Regions from separate parts of the Sus scrofa genome. Here regions 2 and 3 are each linked to region 1. The links are chromatin contacts, called in public Hi-C and promoter capture Hi-C maps. All regions are on one chromosome and are shown on one strand. Each heading gives the region's core, a stretch centred on a gene start, on an enhancer-like site or on the middle of the called end of the contact. The rest is flanking DNA. Distances are from core to core; before and after follow the strand shown.

Region 1 (4,198 bases), core at 1,184-3,683:
GCCTGGGAACCTCCATATGCCACAGGTGTGGCCCTAAAAAAACAAACAAAAGTAAAATGGCCAGTTCTGTTCTTCTTCTCAAAAGTATCCTGTAGGCATGATATCATGCGGCTGCCCTGGGCATGTGTGCTGGAGTCTGCAGCAGGAAATGGCAGAAAGCATGAATGAGTCAGTGCAAGATGACCTTGGCTTAATAGCATTGGTTACAATTTATCAGATGCCTATGCCAGGTAATTTGCAGACATATCTCTAATTCTCACAACTCCTCTGAGGAAACTGGGGGCTCTGAGACATTATGATGTGACTATTCCAAAATCTCCAAGCTTTTAAGGGAAGGAGCCAGGATTTCAAAGCTAGCATTTGAAGCAAAGTCTCTCTGACTCCAGAGCAGGTTGAGGAGATGATCTAGAGTGACTTCCTGCCTCACTGTATGGTCAGGATGGAGCGTGCTTGCCTGGGGGAACACTCTGAGGCTTCTTTCTTCCCTTTATTTCTTAAAACTGTTGGATCAACAGGGGATCCCACTAACCTTTCCCAGCAAAGAAGGACCATTTTTGTCAGTGGTTATATGAGCTGCCCTCCCAGCTGGTACCTTCAGATCCCAAGTCCCTGTTCTTCTGCCATCTCAGTTCCTGGAAAAACAACTCAAAGCTTGAGTCAGACACTCCATATATTGTTCAAGGATCTTCTCTGTAACATTGTTTATGACAACAAGAAATTATAACATGAACGCCTATCAACAGCAGGAGTAGTTCAATAGTACCACCACACACACACACACACACACACACACACACATTTTTTTTTTTTGTCTTTTTATTTGAGGGCTGCATCCGCAGCAGCATATGGAGGTTCCCAGGCTAGGGATCAAATCGGAGCTTTGGCTGCCTGGCAAAACCACAGCCACAGCAACATCAGATCCAAGCTGAGTCCTACACCACAGCTCACCGCAACACCGGATCATTAACCCACTGAGCGAGGCCAGGGATCGAACCCTCTTCCTCATGGATACTAGTTGGATTTGTTACCACTGACACAATGGGAACTCCAGTATCACCATATATATATGATGGAGTGTCATACCCATGCAGCTGTGATGACAGAAGGCCCAAGTATGTTGTTAAAGAGAAAAAGCAATTTAAGTGTATGCACAGGCAAAGGAAATTAATTGAAGGACATTTATTCATTCAACAAATATTTGTTAAACTTAAAACATTTAACTTTTAATAAATTTATTAACAGGGTTTGTTTACATGTGAGGAATGGGTCTGAGGGAAAAGCAGTAATTTGTACTTTTTGGTAACCTTCTGTATATATTTAAAAACCAAGAGAATTACTTTGTATAAAGTCAAGGTAAAAGGAAGTTTGAGAAAGCAAGTAGAAATATATAAAAGGTACTTCACTAGAAAGTGAGAGGGACATACAGAACTTGTAACAAATTTTTTTCTCTTCAGTTCTGTAAATGAGGATGGCAAGAGGCGCATTCTACTTTTAGTGCAGGTGGGAACTTACTCTACAACCGGAAAAAAACTGGGTCTGATGATAAACCGAATACCGCTTAACTTCTGCAACCCAGGTCTTCCTACCACGTGATTTGGAAAAGTGGTGTATCTGTAGATGGTGTGAAATTGAAGCTGCAGGAGCTGCTGCTGTCGATCTGCGGGGTTCGTCACCTCCCAGGCTCAACGTCATGTTGGACAGGACCCTGAATCTGGTATCACCCACCCCGTTTTATCAACAAGGCAACTCAAGCTCCAATAGGTCTCTGGGCTAGGATGGGACTTCTCCCCAGCACTGACGTCAAAGCCATACACCTAACACGTTACTCCCCAGCGGGCGACTCCGGTCCTGTACACACCGCAGCCTCCAGCCGCCTCGGCGTCCTGTCCATAGGCTCGGGAGACGGTAGGGGGCCGGAGCTAGCACCCCGGAGGCGGCGTCCACGCAGAAGGGGGCGGAGTGTCCGAGTCCCCAGCCCCGAGAAACCGGGAGCTCGGCGTAAGCCCCGCCCCAGCGGTCACTGCCAGTCTTTTCCTCTCCGCAGCGCTTGCGGGTCTTGAAGATGAAGGAGCGGGTCTTTTCCGGGCCACGGCCGGACTTCTTCCTCATTCTAGGCTTCTTCCAATTAGGGTTCCACCGCAGCTCTGCTCTCCGAACCCTCCAGGCCGCGGGCTGCGGGCTGCGGGCGGCGGCGGCTGCTGTGATCGGCGAAAAGACGCAGGAAAGGCCAGCCCTCGCCCGCGGGACTCTGCCTGGGCGCACGCGCAGTGCGTGAGCGCGGAGAGGGCGCGGCTGGCTGCGGCCGCGGCTGCGCAGAGGCGGGGACAGGCGCTGCGCCTGCGCAGTGGCGGGGCGGGGCGGGAAGGAGGGAGGCGGTGGCAGCGGCGGCGGCTGCTGAAGAGGAGGAGGAGGAGGAGGGGGAGCGGAGGGAGGTGTTTCTGTCAGTTCCGGCTGTTTGTTCGGGAAGTGGATCCGCCGCTGCCGGAGCAGCCCGGAGGGAGCTGCGGATCGCGAGGCCAGCACCGACCCCGCCCGCCCGCGCGCGCCTCCCCCGCCCGCCATGGCCCGGGACTACGACCACCTCTTCAAGCTGCTCATCATCGGCGACAGCGGTAAGGGCCGCGGCGGCCGGAGGCGGCGTGGGCCCTGCCGGGCGCGGCCCGCAGGGGCCTCGGGGCGGGCAGACTGGCGGGGAGGTGCCGGCCCGCGCGGGGCGGGTGGGGCAGCCGGCGGCTGCAGGGGCGCGCGGAGGGGCTCGGGGCGGCTCCGAGGTGAGGCTGGGGCGCGGGGATACGGAGCCGAGGGGCCGGGTGCGCGGGGCTCGGGGCTGGGCTCCCGGTCCACTGGTCGCGCCGGCCCCTGCCTCACGTGTGACCTTGGTCAAGTCGCGCGGTGTCTGGAGTTGGAGGGACCCAGGTTCGAGTCTCGGGACTACTAGCTTCCTCATTCTGACCTTGGGCGAATTGTTTCGCCTTTCCGAGCCTCAGTTTCCTCATCTGAGAATTGGGGACTTGCCTCGTAGGGTGGTGTGAGTATTGGATGAGATAAAGCTGGAAAAGTGCTTAACACTCGACCTGGTGGAGTGAGCTAGCTCTAGGTAGATGTTAGCAATCGATGTGGTTATCAGTAGCCTTTGGAAGCTTCAGTTTCATCCTCTGTAAAATGGGGATATTCCCAGAACCTTCCTCATGAGATTCCTGTGAGGTTTAAATGAAGTAAGACAGGTAAAGCACTTCACTCAAGGACTGGCACATTCCTGCTGAATTATTATCTCTGTATGCTTCCGTTTCCTCATCTGTAAAAATGAAATAGTAGTACGATCTGCCTCACTGAGCTGATTGAGTATTCAGTGAGATATTGCACACACTATGTTGGGAAAAGTGTCTGACACATAGTGAGTTCTTAGTATATGTTTGCTGTTACGTATTGTACACTAGATGCTAGACAGATATTGGAGGTGGGTCTGCCAACATTACAAAAGTGCTTTGACCGTTTATACACTCCTAGAGAGCTTGGGGCAGTGCTCACTCTCCAGTGGCTAGTGCAGTGCCTGGCACCCAGTAGGTGCCTAATATATATTTGTCGAATGAATGAATGAATGAATATCAAGTACCCTCGGAAAAGCTAGTCTGGTTTCTGAGAAAGGGTGGAGGGTTTTTAGAGGTGTTTGGAGTGCGGCAGGTAAGCAGGTTTATTAAAGGGGTGACCAAGAGGTCAGGGAAGCAGGCCCCAGGAGGTTTCTGGGAGCGTAGCTGAGGCCCTGGGACTTTATGATGGGGAAGGAGGCTTGGGAAAGTGCCAAGTTTATAGACCAGACTTGAGTTGAATGTGGGCATCGAGGTCATGTGACTGGAGGCAGAGGCCAGGTTGGTGGTGGAGCTCATGGATTATTAAGGAAAGAGGGGAAATCAAAGGTGTTGTCAGTAACTGATGTGGCGGTGTTGTGACAGCTGGGCCAGGAAAGTGGGTGGGTTTTGGTCTTGTTGTGGAGCTGGATTGGGACGGGGCTGATGGTTTGGATAAGGTGAAGGGTATCTGGGGTTTCTGTGATTGCTGGTGGAAGGGAGAAAAGTTAGGGGCTAACTAGGGAGATGAAGAGTAGCTGTGGCTGACAGAGGAGTTAGGAAGGTGGAGTGGTTTGAATGAAAGAAAACTAGAGAAGCTGTAGCCTTGCTTTTGGAGAAGGCCTATGGTGTTT
Region 2 (4,198 bases), core at 1,219-3,718, 950 kb before region 1:
CAACAGATGTGACACCCCAGAGCACACGGCGGGCAGCGAAGACAAGCGTCTTTTGAGATCGGGAAAGGGAGAGGGGGATGCTCTTCAGCCCAGGCACCAGATCACTGCTGGCTCCAGCTGCCACTACCCCCTCTCCTCTAAAACCCTCCAGATAATCACATAAAATGAAGGTAGCCTCAAATGCAGAACAGATGGGCAACCTTGCTGCAGGTGAGGGAGGAAAAGGCCGCAGAGCTGAACTTGGGGTTTCTCCACCTTGTTCAGCTATGGTGGGGGCTGTGACGGGCATGGGAGGATATTTTGCAGCATCCCTGGCCTCTCCCCACTAGATGCCAGGAGCATCTCCCCGTGCCCCCCTCCCCAAGTTATGACAACTAAAAATGTCTCTAGACATTGCCAGATGTCCTCTGAGCAGCATCAAAGCTGCCTTCAGTTGAGAAAGACTAGCTTAAAATGATTCTGAATTCCGAATCCTTGTTTGGGACAAATGTTTAGAGAGGTAAAAGGGGGCAAGACTGTCACAGAAATAGAGAACGCCCCAACGCTAAAACCAGACAGCTCCCAAGCTCCTGCCTAGAAGAGATTCAGTGTTATCACAACACAGTGATATCAATAACAAGAATGTTTTGTTAACAAGTACTGATGGAGCACCTACTGGGTGCCAGCAACTGTTCTGGGTACTGGGGATGTAGCAGTGGACATAAAAGACCCAGGTCTGAGAATCACACCAACCAGCCCACGGTGCTCACTCAATATGGATTAATCAATCATCTATTCTATGAAAGAAACAAAACAGAATCCAAGAACTTGTATAACAACCACTCCAAGAGCTAAGATCTATTTGGCAATTAAAGCCTCAGAATTTTACACACACCACCTCATTCATTTACTCCTCGCTGCTAGCCTAGGAGATCATCATGCCCACTTCACAGATGGGGCCGCTGAGGCTCAAGAGGTGGAGGAGGGGATTGGGGATACACCTCCAAGTAGCCACAGCCACCCCAGAGCCCACAGCACTGCAGGAACTAATGCCCACAGCAAGCCCTGGTCACCCACTAGGGAGTAAAAGGAGTGACCACCTTGGTGCCACATCCCTTCAGTCCAAGCCAGTGTCAAGGTCCCATGAGTTTGCGGGCTTCAGCTGGACTCTGCCCTGGGGACTGGTCTCTTCCTGGGAGGCCACCAAGTGAACCAGCAGGGCGGGGCACTGGGCAAGCCCACATGGAAGACAAGAAAGCTGAGCTCAGGTTGCACCCTTTACTCAGGACCAGAAAGGCAAAGGGCAGGGGTAGATGGTACTGTCTTCTATTTCCCATTTTCCGTCCTGGGCATGGGCTGGGCTGAGGGACAGGAGAAAGGAGGGTCTGCAACCAACTTAGTGCCGCCTCCAGGGCTCCTATGACCTCCCAGGGCAGGACACATGGGGGAGGGGTCTTTTTCTTTTAGAGTCCATGCCAGGCATCCAGTGTCTGATGTCACCACACAGAGCAGCCCCCCCTGGTTCAGACCCCCTATTCCAAGCAGAGGGAAAACTTTAGGTGATTCTCCCCAGGAAAGGGCTCCAGAGTTTTGCAAATCCATCTTCAAAAGCCCTCTCCTCATCTTGACAGGCTTCCTGCCCTTGGAGTGGGGGTAGGGGTGGGTGTCTCTGATCTGGAATGAGGGAATTCTGAGGAAAGAAGGGTTCTCAAGGAAGGTTCCATGAGGAAGAGGCTGGGAGACACAAAAAAGTGGGGTTTATTAAGTGAGGGGATTCGTTTTAAGGGGAGCTATTTGAGAGAAGAAGGGGATGATGGGGTGATGAATGAAGGACTTGGGGGGAAGGGGGGAGATGGAGAATTGGGGATTTAGAAGAGTAAGGGGTGTTTGTGGGGAGATGGACGATTGGGGTGCACAGGGACTGAAAAACTGCCGCGGTCTGAAGGATATGTTGGAATGTGAGATGTCTGGGGAGACAGAGGGTTTGGAGATGTCTGAGAAAAAATGAAGGATGTGATACGTTCCGGGGAGAGAGCATTTGGAAGCGGTCTGGAACAGGGGAGATCTGGGGTGCCTGAAGGAAAAAGGGATCTCGGACGCCTGGGGAAGTAGGAGTTGGGGTGTCCAGGAAAGGGATGGTTTGGCAATGCTCGGGAGGATGCAGGCGCCTGGGAGCGCTCTGGGACAGGACTGCCGGCCAGCTCCCCCTTTCACCCTCGCTCACCAAAGAAGGGAGGCAGGTGAGACACCGCCTCGAGGAAGGGCCCGGTCTCGATCTGCTTGTCAGCGGGCAGAGGCTTCAGCAGGTGTTCCGCCAGCAGCGCCATTTCGGGGTCGAGGCCCGCGGTGATGCCCCAGCCGGCGCCGCGGGCGTCCACGCCGCCCCCCGGGCCGCCGCCGTCAGCGCCGGGGCCGTCACTGCCGCCAGCCGCAGGCCCAGGGGACGCCAGCGTCGCCACTTCCGCCCGCGCCGCGCCCCGCGTAGCCGAGCGCTCAGCGCCTCCCGCAGGCCGAGCGCCTTAGCTGTCCGGCGCGCCACACCAACCCCTCTGGCCCAATCAGAGCCCGCCTCCGCGGACCTCTGCGCCGCCATTGGTTGGGGGGCGGGGCCAGCTCTCCTGGCGCGGAAGCGCGCGGACTCTTGGGTCCAGGTACGCCCAGGTGAGCCGCTCCTTGGTGGCCTGTTCCCAGCTGTGTTTCCTGCCGTCCCCAGACGGGCTGGCTCAGGCCAGGTCCTCGCCTGATGAGGACGTGGACCTGCCCAGGTCATATCTCATCCACCCGCCCAGGTTACAGTCCAGTCAGCCTAGTGTCCCTCAGGACATCTGTTTCCCCTCAAACAGAACCTATTCTCCAACAGCCCCAAGTGACTTTTTGGACACTGTTCTGTTTACAGTTTTCTATTTAGCTACAACCAGTGAGGACGCTTGATTCTTCTTCAGAGATCTTATACCTATTGGACACTGCTCAAGTCACAATTTAACTCAGCCCATGCCTAACTAGGACTCCTGTTTCCTGAAATCTGGGAACCAGTGTTACTTCAACAGTCTGATATTACCCATTAGCCTCAGGCCAGTTTACAGTCCAACTCAATCGCCACCTAACCTGCTCTTGTTTCCCCAAACCAGACCTCACCCCAATAGCCCATAGTACATGCTTGTCCACTTCTGCTACAACCCACCTAGGGGCTTGTGTCCTAAAAGCCAATGCCTACCTGTTCCAAATATCTAGCATGCAGTTGTTGAGAGCTTCTAAGTCATTCCAGAATAAATAGTTCATCATGCCCTAACTATATGCCATGCACTGTACTAGGCATTGAGGATAAAGTGATGAACAGTACAGAGAAATCCCTCTTCCTATGGGGTTGACATTCTAGTCAAGGAGACAACACAGCACAATACAATACTATACAACATGATACAGTACTAAGAAATATAAATAAATAAGACAATATTGGATACTGATAAGTATAAATGAAGAAAATAAAACAGGATAGAGTGACGGGATGACAGAGGGCATGGCTGGGATAGGATGTAGGGAGTTAGGGGCAATAAGTATCTATGAAGTGGTGACATTTGATCCAAGACCAGAAGGAGAAGTAGGAAATAGCCAAAGTGGCTGGCACATGTGCAAGCAACCGGGGGAACCAGGAAGAGGATGGGAGTGGAGTGGAGTGAGTGGAAGAGGCAGAGTAGTGGAGGGATAGGAAATGAGCTCAGAGAGGTGGCAAGGGTTTGTTGGGTATGGAGGAGGGTATAGAGTTTGCATTTTATCCTAAGGGCTATGAGAAAGCACCAGTATCAGAAAAATAATTGCTAGGCCTTATTCAATATTTTCAAGTCAATCTTTTAGGAGGCAGACGGGAGAAGAGGTTGTTCCACACCAAGGGCATGATCCACGTACAATCAGGAAATGAGAGGGTCTGGGGGAGACAAGGCTATCATCACTTGCTACTCATAACACCAAACCTGACATGCCCCAACAAGTCAAATCTCCCATTGATAGGAGCCCAAGCCATCAAATTTGACTTGTTCCCACCCTGCCCAACCTCACCACCTCAGGCATCCTGAGATATCATCTCCTTGAAGCATCTCTCACCAGCCCGCCCAGCACCTTGACCCAGTGCCAGAACCCTACCCATCTTTCAGACACCTCCATTAATTCCACAGAGAGATCACAACCCACATGGGGACCTCCAGCCTCAGATAACACTCTGATT
Region 3 (4,198 bases), core at 697-3,196, 530 kb after region 1:
GGGTTAAGGATCTGGCATTGCTGTGAGCTGTGGTGTAGGTCACAGATGCAGCTCGGATCTGGCATTACTGTGGCTGTGGGGTAGGCCAGCAGCTGCAGCTCTGATTTGACCCCTAGCCTGGGAACCTCCATAGGCCACAGTGCAGCCCTAAAAGGCCAAAAAAAGAGAGAGAGAGAGAAGTCTACAGGCAGCTTTTGCAGACAGCTATATAATGAGCCACAAATTGTAAACCCTGGATTCAGTTCCTACTCTCGGTCATCCTTGCATATGTCATCTCTGCCCTTTGAAAATATTTACTGGAGGCATGAGAATACACAGTCCTGGGAAAATGGAAATCTACCACTCACCACCTATGTGACCTTTGGTAAGCCAGTGTTTTCAGCTCAAAGTGAGGTGATTTCTAGCACAGTGGTTAAAAGAGTAAGTCTGGGACAGTCCACAAGGGTTCAGATCCTAGCTTCGTGTTAGCTGAGTGACCACAGACAAATTACACATCAATAAAGCCCCAGTTTCCTCATCTGTGGAAAGAAAGGGAGGGGGTTGTAAAAACTACCTATCTCAGGAGTATGTGTGAAAATTAAATGATAAATATAAAAGGCTGAGGACAGTGACTGACATAATTAACAGTCTATATATATTAGCTATTATTATTTTTACCCACCTCACAAAGCTGTTGCTAGAATCAAATGAGATGTGAGTAAAGTATCATACAAATTACAAAAAGTAGCAATTGTACCAGAAATATATAGTTACCCCCTTCCAAAAAAAAAAAGTTAAGTGATCTCAGCCCTGCGGAGAAACCTCCATTTAGTAACATCCACACTATAAACATGAGACCTAATTTTGCGAAAAACCACTGACCTTGAAGCCTTCCTTCATCAAGAAGTGACACAGACCAAGACCATACAACCATCTAACAGGAACCACTATCCAATTACAGAACACCTCGGTAATTGAAGAGATGTTTCTGTGACTCAAATATGTGATTTTTCACAATAAGTGTAGCAGAACGATATCAAGGTCTTAAAACCTGAGGATTGGGCTAAGCGTTACAAAGGGGGATCCACTCAGCACACAGAAGGCAAGCTGCAGAAAGCCAGAAAAGCTACAGAAAGGAAAGGCCCTGCACGCCCCTCCAAACTATCACAATCTTCCCATCGCTATTTTGGGCCCAAGACCACCACCCCCCCGCCCCCGCCTCCCACGTGTACCCTGAGCAGCTGTTCCTCCACCAAAGAGCTTTCGATGGGGAGCCTCAAATCTGGGCCTGTTCCTGACTCGATTCGGGTGACCTTGCGTCAGCTCCTTCCTCTCTCAGAACCTCAGTTTCTCTCTGTTCACCAAGCACTGTTGGTCAGACAACATTTTAGGCCCAGTTTCCATAAGTAAAAAGTCTTCAGTGGGGGTTTTCCCTCAAGTAGGGTGTTTCAGCCCTGTACCGGAGCTAGCTTCCACCTGCGGGCAGATCTTGGGTGTCCCTTGGCGTGGCCCCAACAACGCGACCTGCGAGCAGAGCAGATCTCTACCAGAGGAAATGTCTTACAAAGCCTGCCTGTCGGGCCAGCTCTGCCGACCTGCCGCTGCCCTAACAGCGCAGCTGCCACCTCAGGGCTCTGGAAGGCCAGGCCGGCGCTTCCGCGAGGCCCGTGACTGAGGCCTAGAGGCCCGCGCGGCCGACCCCCTGTGCTCGCCAGCCCTGCTCCTGGCCACTCAGCGACCCTCCTGGGCCTTTACCCTGGCCCCGGCGGCCCTCGGCGTATCCGGCTGGCGACTAGACTGGCCCCAGGCACTCACCGTAAATGGGCCGGAGGCGCCTGTCGTTAGGGTCCTGCACATGGCCCCGCGTCGCCATGATGACAAGCGCAGAACAGCAGTGCGCACGCGCAGGGCAGGCCCCCGGGAAGGGGCCGTTAAAGGGCCAGCGCCGATCTCGCTCGTCTATCGCGATGGTCGCGGGGTTGCGATTGAACGCGCCTGCGCGGAAAGGGACAACACTTACACCGCACCCCTCCCACAGACTATTGCCACTTTGAGGGATACGTCTCCCCTTTGCTGATGGAATCAGTCTAGCTGATAGAGGCGGCCGTTGCTATTAAAATCCCGTCCGAGTCACTTACGGGAGAGTGAAGAAAGGAGAGAAACTCTTGGTCAGAGTTAGGGCTCTGCTGCTCCAGTTTATCTTATTTCTCATCTGTGCTGAAGGACCAGTTAGACTTGTCTTTGATTAATTGTTGAGGAACTGGGACCTCCTCTGGGAGGGTGACCCAGGAGAGAGTAGGGGAAAGGGGTGCTGACCAACAGTAGAAATCTGCCAGAAATGTTCGAGATCCCTTCATCTCTCTCCTGGTGCTCAGCCAACTAAGAAGCACCCTAGATTTATAGTAATCCAGTGGATTTGTCAACTATACCGCAATAAAACTGAAGGAAAAAAGTAATTCAGTTAGTATGTGCAGTTAGTGTTGCAAGCTCTAAATGAATTATTTCATTAATACTCATAACAACCCTAGTATCTCCTTAGAAGGTAGATACTATCCTCTTTTCTACTGGTGGGTTTATTCATACCCAATATAATTATCCAGTGCCTATTATGCCGCTGTTTCTGTTTCGAATTTAGGCAGAGAAGATACATTGTAAATAAATCAGAGCTTTCCTGGGGCCTTCCTTGCTGGGAGGGAGATCATCAAATAAGTATGTCAGTATATTAGGTGATAATAAATGAAACTGAGAAAAGGAGAACAGGGACGGGGGGCAATTTTATATAGTGTGGTTAGAAAAAGCGACAATTGTCAGAAAAGTTAAATAAAGTGGGAGATGGGAGTTCTCTTGTGGCACAGCAGGTTAAAAATCCAGCATTGCCATGGCTGTGGCGTGGGTTTGATCCCTGACCTGGGAACTTCCACATGCCTGGGTCGAGGTGAAAGAAAAAAACCAAAAAACTGTCAAGGTCATGAAAAATAAGGAAACTATGAGAAACCATAATAGTCCAATGAAACACGATAACCAAAGGTAATGTGATATCCTGGTTGGGATCCTGAGACAGAAAAAAAAAGGGCATTAGTGGAGAAACAGAAGAAATGCAAATAAAATCTAGAATTTAGTTAATAGTATTATGCTAATGTTGGTTTCTCATTTTGACGAATGTAAATTACATGGTAATGTAAGATGTTAACATTAAGGTTAACTGGTTGAAGAGTAGTAAAAACTTTACCCTCTTTTCAGCCTTTCTGTTAAGTCTAAAACCATTCCAAAGTAATAGATTTTTAATACATTTTTAATAATGGGGGGTATTTTTTAACTACATGCACTAGAAACTCTCATCCCAACTCTGTCCTGGGGCAAGCTAAAGAGGAAGAAAAAAAATTCCAGAAGCAAGTGCACAGAGAAATTCTTGTTGAAAATGGTTGGGAGTGGTGGTGGAGGGGAAGGGGGGGGGGTCCCTCCAATAAATATACAATATGCGATCCCCATGGAAAAATCATTTCTTTTTGTGTGTGTGTGTCTTTTTAGGGCCAAACTCTTGGCATATGGAGGTTCCCAGGCTAGGGGTCAAATCAGAGCTACAGGTGCCAGCCTATGCTGCAGCAATACAGGATCCGAGCCACATCTGTGACCTAGGCCACAACTCACACCAACACCAGATTCTTAACCCACTGAGTGAGGCCAGGGATTGAACCTGAGTCCTCATGGATACTAGTCAAATTCGTTTCCCCTGAACCATGATGGGAACTCCCTAGACCTGCTGATTATTAAGCACTCCCCCAGACCCGGTGAATCTATCACTCTAAGAGTGGGCACAGCAATCTGTATCTTTGCAAATCCTCTTGTGATTTAGATTCAGACAAAAGTTTCATTCTTCTCCTTTAGGTTAGAAGTGGACAAATTATGACCCATAGGCCATATCTAGCTGACTACTGTTTTTGTACAGCCATGAGCCAAGAATGATTTTTACTTTTTTAAAATGTAATAAAATAATCAAAAGAAGAATCAAAATAATCAAAAGAAAAATATTTCACAATATGTTAAAGGTATGTAAAGTTCAAAGGCCAGGGTTCATAAATAAAATTTTAGTGGGTTAAGGATCCGGTGTTGCCATGAGCTGTGGTGTAAGTCACAGACGCAGCTCGGATCTTGCATTTCTGTGGCTGTGGCATAGGTCGGCAGCTACAGATCCAATTCAGCCCCTAGCCTGGGAACCTCC

What was found. Promoter capture Hi-C pulls out the DNA fragments that hold promoters and counts their contacts. Hi-C and Micro-C count contacts between places; a contact is called where the count stands out from the background.
Region 2: a promoter capture Hi-C map of fetal liver shows a contact between it and region 1, with 2.9 times the contacts expected there. The contact joins the promoter of GLTP here to the promoter of RAB35 in region 1. A contact is called at or near these places in 1 of 5 promoter capture datasets (fetal liver) and 1 of 2 datasets of contacts at active chromatin or transcription factors (alveolar macrophages).
Region 3: a Hi-C map of liver shows a contact between it and region 1, with 2.6 times the contacts expected there. The contact joins the promoter of NAA25 here to the promoter of RAB35 in region 1. A contact is called at or near these places in 1 of 47 Hi-C or Micro-C datasets (liver) and 1 of 2 datasets of contacts at active chromatin or transcription factors (alveolar macrophages).

What each region holds. Positions count from the first base shown.
Region 1 is chr14:40,139,496-40,143,693 of Sscrofa11.1, reverse strand. It overlaps RAB35 (RAB35, member RAS oncogene family), which reads left to right and starts at 2,433. Exons shown (of 6, transcript NM_001243291.1): 1 at 2,433-2,612. The coding sequence starts at 2,561.
Region 2 is chr14:41,089,903-41,094,100 of Sscrofa11.1, reverse strand. It overlaps GLTP (glycolipid transfer protein), which reads right to left and starts at 2,468. Exons shown (of 5, transcript XM_021072515.1): 1 at 2,204-2,468. The coding sequence starts at 2,306.
Region 3 is chr14:39,604,547-39,608,744 of Sscrofa11.1, reverse strand. NAA25 (N-alpha-acetyltransferase 25, NatB auxiliary subunit) reads right to left here and starts at 1,946. Exons shown (of 24, transcript XM_021074209.1): 1 at 1,795-1,946. The coding sequence starts at 1,852.